Linked DNA regions of Ovis aries: region 2 is linked to region 1. The links are chromatin contacts, called in public Hi-C maps. All regions are on one chromosome and are shown on one strand. Each heading gives the region's core, a stretch centred on a gene start, on an enhancer-like site or on the middle of the called end of the contact. The rest is flanking DNA. Distances are from core to core; before and after follow the strand shown. Region 1 overlaps ARAP2 (ArfGAP with RhoGAP domain, ankyrin repeat and PH domain 2). Region 2 holds the start of ARAP2 (ArfGAP with RhoGAP domain, ankyrin repeat and PH domain 2).

Evidence for each region. Hi-C and Micro-C count contacts between places; a contact is called where the count stands out from the background.
Region 2: a contact with region 1 is called in a Hi-C map of liver, with 2.7 times the contacts expected there. The contact joins the promoter of ARAP2 here to the enhancer-like site in region 1. A contact is called at or near these places in 2 of 16 Hi-C or Micro-C datasets (hypothalamus and liver).

What each region holds. Positions count from the first base shown.
Region 1 is chr6:56,356,491-56,364,396 of ARS-UI_Ramb_v3.0, forward strand. ARAP2 (ArfGAP with RhoGAP domain, ankyrin repeat and PH domain 2) reads right to left here. Exons shown (of 32, transcript XM_060417576.1): 8 at 1,076-1,145. Among named protein-coding and RNA genes, the nearest start is that of ARAP2, 41 kb to the right of the region's middle. Within about 2 kb of position 3,246, at least 9 of the 54 cell types and tissues checked have an H3K27ac peak or open chromatin away from gene starts, as enhancers often do. A contact at or near this core is called in liver, where this site is marked.
Region 2 is chr6:56,396,517-56,404,422 of ARS-UI_Ramb_v3.0, forward strand. It overlaps ARAP2 (ArfGAP with RhoGAP domain, ankyrin repeat and PH domain 2), which reads right to left and starts at 5,212. Exons shown (of 32, transcript XM_060417576.1): 1 at 4,874-5,212; 2 at 4,512-4,591.

The DNA.
Region 1 (7,906 bases), core at 1,996-4,495:
ACCAATATAAGGCAGTGAAAAATCGCTAATGAGAAGATGATGTTAGACTATAAACTTTAAATAAGAGAATGTGGTTAACTGTTGTTTACATATTAAAAGAATGTAAAGTTAAGATTATAAAATTATATGATTTTATCTAACAAAAAAATCAGTTATATTTATCAGTACCAACTTTTTATTTGAGGAAACTTTCAAACACATAGAAGTTGAAAGATTAGTACAATGAACATTCATAACCTCTACCTCAATTTGACACTTGTTAACATTGCAACTTTTTTGTTTTACCTAACTATGTATGTGTGCATATACATATACATCTACGATATATAAATGTATATAAAGTATATAGAGAGAGGTAAATTTGAGACATTTTCAGGTTTCATGACACTTCACTCCAAAATATCTCCGTCTACAGCTCTTAAGAATAAAGACATTCTCATACCTAATGAAGAAGCACCTGATGAAAACAGTACATGTCATTAAGATTCAACTGCTTAAAGAATACATTTTAAGCCCTAGCACTTTAAGATTTTCAATGAGCTGGAACTCCAGACCCAACCTTCTCAGCTTCATCAGCCATTAGTCTCCCTCACATACACTATTTTCCCATCAAAGAATCTGGGCAACTCATTCTATCAGCTATCAAGTCCTGCTCTTTCTGTTTACTCTACGTACAAACTCCTTTCTTCAAAATTCATGGCCATTAAAAATCTCATGCAAGAAGCATTCCTTGGTTCCTTCATAGCCCTTCTAGAGAACAAAGTAACTTCTCCTTTGTGGTATTGTTTTCTAAACATTCTTAGTGCTACCTAAAATGAAGGCAATTTCCTATATATCTGTATATCATCTATAGCAATTCTAGTAGTTTGTAGGAGATTCTCCACAAATAATTGTTAGATACATGTTTTTATGCACCATGAAAAAGTTAACCTATGAAAAGAGTTAAGTGTTCTACCCTATGCAAATTCTTTTCATCTTGATAATCCAACACCTAAAGACCAAATCATGTGCTTAGTTTATTGAAATAAATTCAGCACACACAGGACAATCCTTTAAAACTGTAAAATATACTTACCTTATCATTATTGTAATAAGAAATGCTAAGGCCATCAAATTTCACCCATCTCTTCTGAAACATGCGTTTTCTGTAAAATACATGAAATTGTCATTTCACATTTTTAAGAACCATGAACTTGGATTTTAAATGCATTTGTAACATAACTGTGTTTCAGTACATTCCCACTTGCTGCTGTTAAAACAGTAAAGAAAACAATAGGCTGTGACGATGCAGTTTAGGCCATGGTACAGAGGAAAGACAATGCATACAATGACACTTTCTAATCAGCTGACCTAGGTGTTTTTAAAAAGGATACTTCTAACAGGGTCATTATTTTTTACCGTGTAACTTACAGCGTCATCCCCACAAGTATAAAGTAGAAAACAAAGTGTGGACAAAAATATGATCATCACATCATATCCTTTCAAGGGAGAATCCCTTAATGAAAGCATTGATAATAAGAATTTTTATCTTTCATTAAGATTATAACATTTTATCTTAGTTTTTAAATCTCTGCTTTGGAGCATTAATAATATTTTGCTAAAATAACAAAGCTTTGTCAATTGGATTTACATAGACATATTTAATTCTGATCAAATAAGCTGAAAAGGCCCTATCTAAATATAGAGAATCATTTGCAATCATCCAAAATTCGCTGAAACATTAACATTTTGAGAAAAAGAACCATATGAAAGGCAAATGCAGTTTGAAATGGTTGTTGACTAGAGAAGCAAAGCAAAATTATGTCATCATCTGTTCTTTATTTAGGCATAAAGGAGAAAAAAAAAAATCATCCTGACTATATAAGGGAAAACTGAAGACCCACTTCTCCTTGGGCTTGTTTTGTTTTTCAGTCCCTTTCACCAAAGTCAGACAGTCCTCAAGGTTTTGACTGTCTATTCTCTACATGACTCAGCGTGAACTGACACAATCAAGATACCTTTGGCCTTTATCACAGATAATATACAAAAACTAACTTCCTATTTTAAAAGTCATCTCTAAACTAAGTGGATAACCAGCTCTACCTTTTCCTTTTGCAGTTTTCTAACACATTTAAGCTAAAGAAATTGTATAACTTTCTGCGGTTTTCAGAAGATTTAAAGATAGAAAAAGCACTTCACAAAGTGTGGAGAACTTGTCTTCCGGGCTACTTCCTGAGCCCACACACTTGCTACTCTAATGAAATACAGCAAGCCGCCCACGTTGATCGTTAGCCAAATTATTCTCCTTAGATAAAATTAGAGCAAATTGATCTGAGAGAAATTTCAAAATCCACTGGTGTGGATAACATTGTCACATATAAGCGTAAGACTATGACAAGACCTTAAAATTATATAACCATAACCAACTACCTTGTTCTTTCCAGCTTATTCCCTCAATGTTCTGCTGCTTTTTAACTTCTCTTGGCATGCCATGTGTTCTCTTAACCTTACAACATCCAACAGTGTTGGTTTTTACTTTCTTCACAGACCCAAAGGTTCTTCAAATTGCCAGCATTAAGAGTTACAAGGTAAAGAAATACTAAGCAAATACACAATAATTATACATTGAATAAAATCACTTAGCTCATTTCATGTTGATCTGTCACACTTAAAGGCAGGTAACTAGACACCCTCCCTCCCACACAATCTCAACACTAACTCAAGAAATCAAGATTTTGTGTCAGGCGTCTACCCATCTTACATGCTGAATAGTAGTAAACTAGAGAAGGCAACGGCACCCCACTCCAGTACTCTTGCCTGGAAAATCCCATGGGCGGAGGAGCCTGGTGGGCTGCAGTCCATGGGGTCGCAAAGAGTCGGACACAATTGAGTGACTTCACTTTCACTTTTCACTTTCATGCATTGGAGAAGGAAATGGCAACAAACTCCAGTGTTCTTGCCTGGAGAATCCCAGGGACGGGGGAGCCTGGTGGGCTGCCGTCTATGGGGTCGCACAGAGTCGGACACCACTGAAGCGACTTAGCAGCAGCAGAGTTCAGTAGTGCATATAATCTCCCATTTTAGAATAAAAATAATCAACATCTGTAGGAGATAAAGGCCTTAGACCTTCCATTACCCCTCTAATTCATTGGCTAACTACTCCTTATCTTTCAGAGTTCCACTTAACCACCCACACAGACATTCCTCCCCTGAGAACCAATCCAAAGCAAATCACAAAGTTCTTCTCTGAAAGCACCCTCTCCTTTTCCTCGCTGCACTTAACACAGTCTGTAGTTATGTTTGTTGAGTTGCTTAATGTCTGTCTCCCACACCAGTTCTTACGCTTTACAAGGACAAAGTCCAAGGATATTTCATTCTCCACTATATGATCAGCAACTAACACAGAGACAAATATGGCACTAAAAAATAATCTGTTGAATAAAAGAGTGACATGATTAAGCAACAAATGTCCCCTTAGCAAAACAGCAAGATGACAAGTAAAACCTCAACTGACCAGCACTCAAATAATCACTTCTGAAACCTCAGAGTTAGATTCAGAGTTTCAAAACCTGCCAAAGCACAGAGTAAAAAGAGTTTAGAACCTACTTTACCCTGTTTAAGATTGTTTAGTTGCAGTCACTTGGACTTAAAATTTTCTTAGAATTCCAGACAGTTTGAGGTCTGAGGCATCATCCAGGAAAATGAGTAGGGGAAGAGGGAGGGCAAACAGCTCAGAGATCAGTCAGAGATGCTACCACATGCCTAGCTACATTTCTCCTCTTAGGCACTGACTACAAAGAACACACTTAATACTTGGCTTTCTGAAGAAAGTCAACCAAAACCTCGGCCTCTTGAGAGACTGAACTCATAAGATACTCCAACCAGTTTGATTTTCTCAGCTACCAGGTGACTATTGCGTGGGTTCAGCCATTTTAACCCATTATTCTTTTTTACCTTTTTATTTTGTATTGGGGTATAGCTGATTAACAATGTTATGGTAGTTTCAGGTGAACAACAAAGGGACTCAGCCATACATATACATATAGCTGTTCTCCCCCAAACTCCCCTCCCATCCAGGTTGCCACATAACATTCAGCAGAGTCCCATGTGCTATAAGTCCCATGTGCTATATAGTAGGTCCTTATTGGTTATCCCTTTCAAATAAAGCAGTGCATACATGTCCATTTCAAACTCCCTAACTTATGCCTTCCTCCCACTGGCCATAAGTTCACAAAACATGTATTTTTAATTTACATAAATGGCATGGTGCTATAGATCTCATTGTTTCTCACTTTTTTTCACTAAGCACTATGTTTTTAAGATGCTGTGAGATGTGTATCTAAAGGATTAGATATGTCTCTAATCCTTTGCTTCTAATTGCTGCTGTACTACACAGTATAAAGGTTAAATCTGTCTAATAAGCTATGAAAGATCAGGTAAATAAGACAAATCCAAGCCCACAATGACATGGAATGAGAGTGTGGCAGCTGAAAAATCAACTGTTTTGTAGTTGAAGACAGCCACTTTGCAACCCTACCATTGAAACATTACTTCTGTTATCATTCATTCATCCAGCCAGGCATCAAATCTGTGGGTACCTATTCTGTGGACACTGTCTTCCAACCATACTGTCTCCTCTCTCTAGACTCTCTTTTGTCTTGCAGCCTGCCTTCCCATATGCCAAGAAAATGCTGCCTGCTCCTCACATGGCTGGCTTGTCCTTGAGATCTCAGCTCAAAAGTCATTCCCCTAAGTGGCCACCATTGAGTAACACAAATCCTTCAGGTTCCTTTGGCCTTTTGCTCCATTTCTTTACTTAATGGCACTTAGGAGAATTTTCAATTATACATTTATTTTGTGTCCTCCATCTCCCATACTATTCAATAGATACAGAGATTCTTAAGCACAGAAACCATGTTTTTTTGATCAATGTAAAACCAACGACTACCAGTTTTTAGCATATAAAATATGGTCAATATCTAGTGCATAGAATAACAAATAAATGTATTTCTCATTGTAAGATGCTTCCTCAAATTCTCATTTTATGGATAGAGAAAATAAATTACTAACTAAACCACTTTATCCTTAATTTCTTTTTTTGTTCTTTTCAAATACTAAAGATCAGATTTTTCTGACAAAAACTTTGTAATTCATCAATATTCCCATGTAATTTTAAAATACATTTCACAGTTACATCTTTTTAAAATATATTTTTTAAGGTATGTGCATTTTGTATCTTCCTATTTAAAGATGAAAATTAATAAATGTTTCTAAAATTACACATATAATCTATTTTATTCATTAAATGTGTCAACATTAAATTAGCTATTTTCTGCATGTGAACTTCAATACTAAATTCTACCAATTGGTTAAAGATAAGAACTTGTACTTAGATACTATCTCACAATATAAGTCCCCTTTCTGCCAAATGGACACTTGGATTTGAACTGGCAAACTCTAAAATTTAATCAAAATTTCAACTGCATAAAAGGGAGAGCTTAAGATGCACTATGTTTCTAAATGTCAATACAATTTTAAATTTAAAAAGAAAGTTATGAATAGTTGATTTTTAAGAATTATCTTTTTTGTGTAAGAATTAAATATTTCTCATATATTTATAAAAGTCTACTTAATATCCAGCAACTAATTCCAGGGTAAGTATGTAAAATTGATCTATTACAGACAATTAGAGGTTGCTAAAGTACTTTAAAAGCTTTCTCTAACATAACTTATACCTTTCCCTTAAATTTCAATTAACATTTAGTAAATGTTGAAAAAGACAAGATATAAAAACAATGTCACTTTAATCTGTGTTCCTACCATCACATGACACAAATTATATCTGAAATACTGATTAATTTACACACAGATTTTAAAACCTCAGTCAATAAAGAACTTATCTGGCACAATAATCTTGATAATAAAAATAGCAAACACTTATATAGTGCTTTGTTCTAGACACTGTAGCAAGATATACCTAAATATTAATTCATTTAATCCTCCAAACAACCATAAGAGGCAAAAATATTCCCATTTTACAGATGAAGGCACTGAAGGACTGGCAAGTTAAATAATTTGCCCAAGTCACACAATTAATAAAGATCATTTCTATGAAGAAAATTCAGGCAGTCTGGTCCCTAAATCTGTGCTCGTAACAACTACACAAAACAGATGCTGGTACATTTTTACAGCAAAGCACCTTCATATTTCTTCAGGTCGCAGTAACATTTGACCTCCACCCATTTGATACGTGAGTTCAATTCTGCAAAGTACTTCAGAATTCCTTCAGGAAAATAGGTTAAAGCAGACAAGAAAACTATTAGTCTCGGTTTTATACTATTTTGTTGTTAGGATCCTAAAGGAAAACATTGCTTTGAGAAGTTTTTTTTACAATAATTTATAAGGTAGGTTCAGTATTATTGCTTTCTATAAGCTCTTCCCTTGAGTTCTGGTAGGGCAGCTGGTGTAAAGTGTCAACTGCTATCTTAAATATAGTCTCGCCACCTGGTGTTGGTTTTTGTTGTCTCAAAAACTGTATTTTAAAAGTTCTTTTTAAACAACCGTGTATATACAAACAATTAAATCTCTATGAAGTACTTACATAAAGGCACTCCTATTTAATTTTAATCTGAAGTGCCAGCAAGGTTTTTATTTGTTTTAATGTATCTTTTAACTCTTTAAAAATTGGATCAGTATGCTAACCAATGACATTAAAGTGGTAAAGGCTACCAAATTGTCATTTTTAAATATCACACAACTGAAAAGTAACTAAGTCAAAATGTATGACTTTTATTAATCATCACAAACATACTTTTCAATTATTTCAAAAATATCTAAGAAAAAGATATCGTAAATATGCTGTTTCAGACTCACCTGCCTTGCTTACATAATGCTGAAGAAGCCGGTGCATATTTTATCTTATTTTCTGCTCTAACCCTAACTAGACTCAATATTTTTTGTACAATTTCCAAAAATCCAGACTTTTATTTAACTACTCGTTTTTAATTTAGCTAATCATTTTATCTCATAGCTCTTAAGTACAAAGCTTTCAAATCCTGCAGTATTAGTATAAAGTATTTTATAGATACCCATCCAAGGAATTATATTTCTATAAATATTCAGCACTTTTCTATTCTAGCGTGTATTTCTAAAGTGCATTTCTTCACTTTTAAGCAAACCAAAATGACTATTTCCAAGAAAATATGAAACAAAACGCTGCTGCTGCTAAGTCACTTCAGTTGTGTCCGACTCTGTGCAACTCCATAGACGGCAGCCCACCAGGCTCCAACATCCCCGGGATTCTCCAGACAAGAACACTGGAGTGGGTTGCCATTTCCTTCTCCAATGCATGAAAGTGAAAAGCGAAAGTGAAGTCTCTCAGTCGTGTCCGAGTCTTCGAGACCCCATGGACTGTAGCCTACCAGGCTTCTCCATTCATGGGATTTGCCAGGCAAGAGTAATGGAGTGGGGTGCCATTGCCTTCTCCGATGAACCAAAATGAGTTGAGACCAAAAAAAAAAAAAAAAAATTTGTAAAATCCCACCTTCCATCTCTGCTTTAAATGAGGAAAAAAGAAATTTTAATGTAAAATCTCAAGTGCCAAAAGGACTCGTAGAAGTCAACGATAAAGGATGCATTTCAATATGTGACTTACAATTTTGATAACATTTACAAAGAGTTTTGTTCTTACATGACATGGTATATGTAAATCGCAAAGGATGAAAAAACAAATAAAAATAAATAAAAACTTACAAACTAACATTGAACAGAGATGTAAAGAACAGTATCAGGAAAGCACAAGAAGGGATGGAACCAACTCAGGAGGTTTCAGAGAGCTGACTGCTAAGCCTGCAACAGATCAAATTGAAGGGAAAACAAGTTTACTCACAAAATTTCAGAGTCTCAGGAGATATACACACAAGTGACT
Region 2 (7,906 bases), core at 3,962-6,461, 42 kb after region 1:
TCTCTGAATTTGAGTCACATTTTTTGACTAACAACCAGATGTTTCAAAATAGCCTACTGTGAATGGTTTCCTCTCTTAGCATTTATAAATAGCACCCTGACCTCTTTTCCAACTGAATTTGAGGGCTTGTTCATATTGGCTCTGTAATTATCTAAGTCTCTTTTTTCTTAGGTAAAAGGATATCTCAGCAAGTGTCTCTTAACTGATTGACTCATTTATTAACATTTATTTATTAAATAAATATTTAAGGATCTCTAACTACTCTCTCCAAGATAACATAACAGGGAGAAACATTTGCAGTTCAAGATAACACCTATCATCTCATTTGAGAACAGTGCTATTGTGTGTATATATATACATATATATTCTAATCCTGAAAGACGATGTTGTTAAAGTGCTACACTCAGTATGCCAGCAAATTTGGAAAACTCAGCAGTGGCCACAAGACTGGAAAAGGTCAATTTCCATTCCAATGACAAAGAATGTTCAAATTACTGTACAATTGCACTCATTTCTCATGAAAACAAGATAATGCTCAAAATCCTTCAAGTTAGGCTTCAGGAGTACGTGAACCGGAAACTTCCAGATGTACCAGGAGGGTTTCTAAAAGGCAGAGGAACCAAAGATCATATTGCCAACATGCCCTGGATCACAGAAAAAGCAAAGGATTTTTTTTTTAAATCTATTTCTGCTTCATTGACCACGTTAAAGACTTTAACTGTATGGATCACAGCAAACTTTGGAAAATTCCTTCAAGAGATGGTAATACCAGACCACGTTACCTATTTCCTGAGAAACCTGTACGCAGGTCAAGCAGCAGCAGCTAGAACGAGACATGGAACAATGGACTGGTTCAAAATTGGGAAAGCAGAACGTCAAGGCTGTATATTGTCACCCTGCTTATTTAACTTCTATGCAGAGTATATCACGTGAGATGTCAGGTTGGATGATTCACAAGCTGGAATCAAGATTGCCAGGAGAAATACCAACAACCTCAGATACGCAGATGATATCACTTTAATGGCAGAAAGTGAAGAGGAACGAAAGAGCCCTTGATGAGGGTAAAAGAGGAGAGTGAAAAAGCTGGCTGAAAACTCAGTATTGATAAAAAGAAGATCATGGCATCCAATTCCATCACTTCATGGCAAACAGATGGGGAAAAAAAGTGGAAGCAGTGACAGATTTCATTTTCTTGGGCTCCAAAATTACTGTGGATGGTGGCTGCAGCCATGAAATTAAAAAACACTTGCTCCTTGGAAGAAAAGTTACGACAAACCTAAGTGTAAAAAAAAGCAAAGACTTCATTTTGCCAACAAAGGTCCATGTGAACAAACGTATGGTTTTTCCAGTAGTCATGTATGGATATGAGTTGCACCAAAAAGAAGACTGAGCATCAAAATTGATGCTCAAATTGAGCTTTTGAAATTGATGCTTTCAAATTGTGGAGTTGGAGGAGACTCTTGAGACTCTCAAGGGACTCTTCAGAGTCCCTTCGACTGCAAGGAGATCAAACCAGATTTCCTAAAGGAAATCAACCCTGAATATTCATTGGAAGGACTGATGCTGAAGCTCCAATACTTTGGCCACCTGATGCAAAGAGCCATTGGAAAAGAATCTGATACTTGGAAAGACTGAGGCCAAGAAGAGAAAGGGACAACAGAGGATAAGATGGTTGGATGGCATCACTAACTCAGTGTACACGGGTTTGAGCAAACTCAGTGAGATAGTAAAGGACAGGGAAGACTGGCGTGCTATCGTTCATGGGGTCACAAAGAGTCAGACACGACTTAGTGACTAAAAAATTATATATATATATATGTATATATATATATATATAAAATACTAAAAAGAAAGTGAAATGAAATGTCTTCTCTCCAGGAGTTTTTTGGCTGTAACCATGTTAAAGCCATATGCATGTCAAGGGAAAATGACATGCATATGGACTGCTGCTACTGCTAAATCGCTTCAGTTGTGTCCGACTCTTGTGCGACCCCATAGACGGCAGCCCACCAGGCTCCGCCGTCCCTGGGATTCTCCAGGCAAGAAAACTGGAGTGGGTTGCCATTTCCTTCTCCAATGCATGAAAGTGAAAAGTGAAAGTGAAATCACTCAGCCCTGTCCGACCCTCAGCGACCCCATGGACCACAGCCTTCCAGGCTCCTCGGTCCATGGGATTTTCCAGGCAAGAGTACTGGAGTCGGTTGCCACTGTCTTCTCCAATGTATATGGACAGTTCTTTATAAGTCAGTAAGAGCCAGTAAAAGAGGAACACCAAAACTGGAAGACTCAAATGTACCCAACAAAAACACTTCAAGAGTAATGATGAGAAAACTTAAGTCTTATGAGCTTGACTTTCACATGGTTCATATTTTAAGCATTGTTTCATGTATAATTACATAAAGAAGTAGCACCATCATCTTTCAAGAATTCCAAGGAACTCTTAAAAACTTCAAACTGACTCCATAAATATAATTGAAATATGCAGCAATTCAGAACTCGGAGGATGGAGTGATCAGTGAAGGAGCTACAGAGGGGAATTTCAAGATGTATGGGAATGTAGCATGTGGAGACAGCAGGCATTGCCACAAAGCGAGGCAATGAGGGAGATGTCTTTAGGCAATCAAACGGATGAGAAGACATCTCATAGCCTCCAGTCTCCCATCAATCACATTTGATCAAAGCTAAGAAATATTTCCAACATTAATAAAAAGTTCTTTACCTAATATTTTCCAGAAATTCATCAGTTTAGAAAGTGCAAAGATTGGATTCAATAAACGATTCAACAAACAAGAAAGAAAAAAAAACTTGCTAAAACATTAAAATAATTTCTTCTTAAAAGCAACAGCTGTCATTCATAAGTAACATTTTTATAGCATCTTTCACTGAACTTTCTCAAAGTTGCTAAGAGGTGGGATAGAAAGAAACAAAGCAGAAACAGAAAATTTCCCAAATATCATGACATTTATAACACAGAGTTCTAAGCTGGTTTTTAAAACTTCACAGTCTTATGGTGCTAGTTTAAGACTTTCTTCCAAAAAAACTGCAATTCATTATAATCTCAGTCCTATGCTGCTGCTGCTGCTAAGTCGCTTCAGTCCTGTCCGACTCTTTGCCACCGTATGGACCCTAGGCTGACAGGCTCCTCTGTCCAAGGGATTTCCCAGGCAACAGTACTGGAATAGGTTGCTATGCCCTCCTCCAGGGGATCTTCCTGACCCAGGGATAAAACCCAGGTCTCCTTAATTGCAGGCAGATTCTTTATGGTCTAAGCCATCAGGGAAGCTTCTTAGTCCTCTACTTAATCACAATAACTAAGTAGCTGAATTGAAAAGTACTCTATCTAGAAGGCTCAAACTGCAGTGATATGAGATGGTTAAGAAATTTGTTTTTAGAAGCAGACACAGATAATACAAAGAACAAACTACTGATCACCAGTGTGAAGAAGGGGGAAGGGGCAATGTGGGGGTAGGTGGGGGGAAAAAGAGGCTACTATTGGATTAAATGAAATCATATGTGAGAAACTTTTGAAAAAAGAAGCACTATAGAATTCAAATAAACTTTCATTACAAAATTTAATATTCAAGAGACATAGGAAAAATGAAAAAAAATACATATTTGTTTTTAAATGTACCAGTTTCTCCTTTCATGGACTATCCATATAAAATCTGACTTATGGATGAAGGAAAAAAATGCAAACACACATGCCCACAAATAAGTTTTAACAAGTCATTTGACTTCCCCTCTAGGTATATTTTCATTTAAACAAATCTTTGAGTACTGACAAATCAAGTCTATAGAAAACACTCTTGGTGTTAAGACCCACCTTAAGTGTGTATTTGTTAAACAGCTGTCTGAAAAGTAGCCAGGGAGATATTTCCACTTTAGGCTCTAGCCTAGTTCCATGACCCATTTTACTTTTTCTTTCTTTTTAAAACACTGTTAAACAGTGGAAGGTCATGAGAATTTTCCCCTCAATATTTCTCTTGTAAGTGTATGGAAGTCACAAGTATAAGTTTAGAAGTATTTCTCTTTTCCCCTTAAAAAAGTTACCTTCCTTTTTAAAATAGTCATAACTTTCATCTTCCAATTACTTACGGGCAATGTTCCCGTAAACTCATGCGGGCGAAGAGTCCTTAAGTGCGGGAGAAATCAATACTGAGCTTGTAAGTACAACACTATTATTGGTAATCACAATGACATCCGATTATACGTACTTTTAAAAATAGCTTATTTTTCGGTACTTTTTTTTTAAACCAAAAGGATATATTCCACTAAGCAGACTACTTCAAGGACAACCTTGCAAAAAAAAAAAAAGTTGCTATCACCATACAAACTTGCAACAGCCTAAAATGTCATTATTCCAAACAAACTAGCTTCTAATTTGCCTCTAATCATCAAAGGTTATAGTTCACAATATATTTTCACAAAGACTTCCCCCCAATCAAAATTACTCCAGATCGCCGCAAGGAGGTGAGGCGAACATTTAAGAAAAGAAGCAAGGATGAACTTACCTCGTTTAATAAGACGGGCACCCATTCTCCCCGGAGACCTGTCTCCAAACGTCAACGAGAAAATCAATCTGGTAAACTCCCTGTCGACAGTTTTCGAGTATGAGGTTAGGTTCAGGCAGGTGGAGGCCAAATGATTGTAATTAAAGTTAATTAACAGGCCTGCGGTCTCAAAGTGTAGAACAAGTAGGGTGCGGGGGAGCACAGGGATCCGAGCGAACTCATTCTCTCTACCGAGTAATTAACTGCTGCCTGAAACTCACTGAAGGGCAGCTCCTTTTCGAGGAAGGGGTCTAGCTGTCTGTCCGGCTCTTCCCACTCCTGAGTCAAATCCCATTACTAAGTAGAGTTTTTGTATCACTTACCAGCTTCTGGTTTCCTTTTAGACGCCCACATGCGGGAATGAAATCCAAGTGGTAGAAACCGGAGCCGAACACTTGGCGCTCTGGAAATTTACCCAGAGAGGTGCCGGAAAGCCGCGGCTCAGAAGACAGTCTTCACGCCCGACCCCGGCCCCGCCGCCCAGCCCACTGCAGTCCCCTGGACTCGCTTTGCGCGCGGGCAGCGGAGCTGGGGAGCCGAGGCGGGCGGGGGAGCCCGGTCTCCGGCTTCTCTCCCGGCCCGGTTCGACCAGTCCTCACCCGTCTGTCCCAGGCGCGGGGCCTCCTGCTTCCCTCCCCGCCGGCTGCCCGCACGGCGTCTGCAGCCAGGAGGCGGCCGCGCGGGCGGCGCTGTCACTCGGGCCAGCACGCCGCGGCCGCCGCACCTGGAGGCGGGGAGCGCGAGCCCGCGCGCAGCTCCGGAAGCGCCGCGCCCGCCGCCCGCGCCCTGCCCAGGTGCTCCGGCGCCGCGCCTTGGCCGCTTCCTCCAGGCCCGCGGGGGCGGGGAGAGCCGCCAGGCGTGGGGGCAGCGAGGCTCAGCGGCGGGGGCAGCCGAGCCGGCCGCCCTGGTTCCGCAACATAGTTGGGTGGCTGACTCAGTCCGCCCCAACTTGGCCGCGCCTGGCACCCTCGCCACCTGGCGCACCTCGGCCCCAGGGCTCCCGGCTCGGCGGAGCTGGTGAAGCCGCGAGGACGCGTCCCGCAGCCCAAAGCGGCGAAGGCAAAGCCCTCCCCGGAGAGATGCCGGAGACCCCACCCCGGCTCAGGCCGTCCATTTGGTTGGTCATTGCTCACGGATGGGTGGGTTGTTAAGTGGGCGGAACCTCAGCACCACTGATTATTAGTATTACTCTACTAAGTAGTTTCCAGGTTGCTTCAGCGTTTCCCAAACTTAAGACTCATCTAGGGCGCTAGATTTCCCAGGCTGCTTCTGCGTAAAGTTGCACTCAATGGGCCCGGGAATCTGTTTACCAAGCTCAGTGCTGATTAGGCTCGACCCATTATATCGGATTCTCTGTGAGGGAAGGACGAATATTCCCACTTTCTAGTTGAGTTTGCGGGGGAGAGCAACTTGCCCAAGCAGTCGTAACTTTAAGGGGTGCAGAGGATTTTCAATTTAGATCTGAATACAGCCTCCTCACAAAAGTTTTATATTTCTCCTTGTCTCTGTGCCCCCCTTCTTGACTCCACCCCTCCGAGGGGAGGGAGAACCCTGCTCTAGTCCTTTTGGCCTCTGAGATCGTTAGATCCCGGAAAGACATTTTCCCGTGGACTTGGACCTTGACACTCTGCTCTTGGAAGTAACAATAAAGCAGCAAGAGGACACGGGAATTCAAACAGAAAAACCCTTGTGCGGCCCGGAATATCGATACTTAAATGTCCGTAAAATCTTACGCTTGCCAGTGACTTCAAGGGCAAGCTCCTTATTTTTATATTTTAGTTAACATCTTTGTACAGACTGTACCTGAAATTCTCTCCCTTAAAAGATGAAATGTCCTTACCTTTGTCCTGTTCGTGTTGGTGAAAGTAAAACAATTAGGGGAAGTGCTGAGCTTATTATGAAAATGAAATAATTGGTGAAGTCGAGCGTGGGAGGCTTCCCAGGAGCCCTGGTTCTTGGGAGGCTTCATCTTCAGCGAAAAATCTGCCCATCAAAAAGCACCCTCCTGCCCTGGGAGACTCAGGCAGCTGTGGCAAGCATGTTCCAGAGACAGCAAATCTTCAGTTTCTTTTGAACTAAATACTTTAAAACAAGACCTATTTTCACCAGGAAAGTTCACTCGACATTTTCCAAATCTCAAGAATTTTTTTTTTTTTAATTTCTGTAGACTTTTGTTTTTGTGGCTCTTTTTGACTTCCTATTAAGTCCATACTCTGTGGGCTTTATTTTCCCTCTCCCTCATAGTCCTCACATACTTGTCATTTATTTTTATCTATGTAAGCCATCTTAAATCCTTTTCTGAGCAAGGTGGGTTATAAATAAACAAAAAATCTTACATCAGTTATGGTATGTCTCAGTAAGGCAAGCACTGTTACTGGAACAGAGTCCCCAAATTATTTCTCTGGGTAGATTTTATAAAATAACAGACTTTGTGCTTTTTTTGTAACAATATCTTAGTTCCTTGATTATCATTCAGTCATTTATTGTTTACAATAAAAATTTTAAACAATATAAGATAGTTTTATTTTCAATAAACAAAATTGAAACTACAGTGATGAGCAAACACAGTGAGACCCCCAGATTTTCAGTCTTCTCTGAGAAGAAATAAAGTTAAAAGCTGTAAGGCACACTGATGATTCAATAATAGCTCTGGGAAGTGAAAGAAAAGCAGTACTCCCTTACTGAAAGTATACATTGGTTATAAGGTGTATGCTGATTTTCAGAACCTTTTATTTCAGAAAATAAAAGATGGCTAAAGCAATATGGCAAAATCTTTTGTTAACTGTTCACTAATCATACCAGATTCTGGCCAAACACCTAGCATATATGTAGTGTTTGTACAACTCCATGAGTTGGAACTCTTTTTCCGATTTTACAAACAAAGCATTGAGACTTAGTTTATAATGGATAAATCAAACACTTTTCATAGCCTATGTGTAATGTATTGATATGTAGCAGCCCTCATAGGCATTCAGGGAGAAAAGTACGCAGGAAAAGTAACTTTATACAAATTGAGGTATGAAAAATCTGTTGACTGTCAAGGCCATTCTACTATATCAGGTCAGTTCAGTCGTGTCCAACTCTTTGCGACCCCATAAATCGCAGCACGCCAGGCCTCCCTGTCCATCACCAACTCCCAGAGTTCACTCAGACTCACGTCCATCGAGTCAGTGATGCCATCCAGCCATCTCATCCTCTGTCATCCCCTTCTCCTGCCCCCAATCCCTCCCAGCATCAGAGTCTTTTCCAATGAGTCAACTCTTCGCAAGAGGTGGCCAAAGTACTGGAGTTTCAGCTTCAGCATCATTCCCTCCAAAGAAATTCCAGGGCTGATCTCCTTCAGAATGGACTGCTTG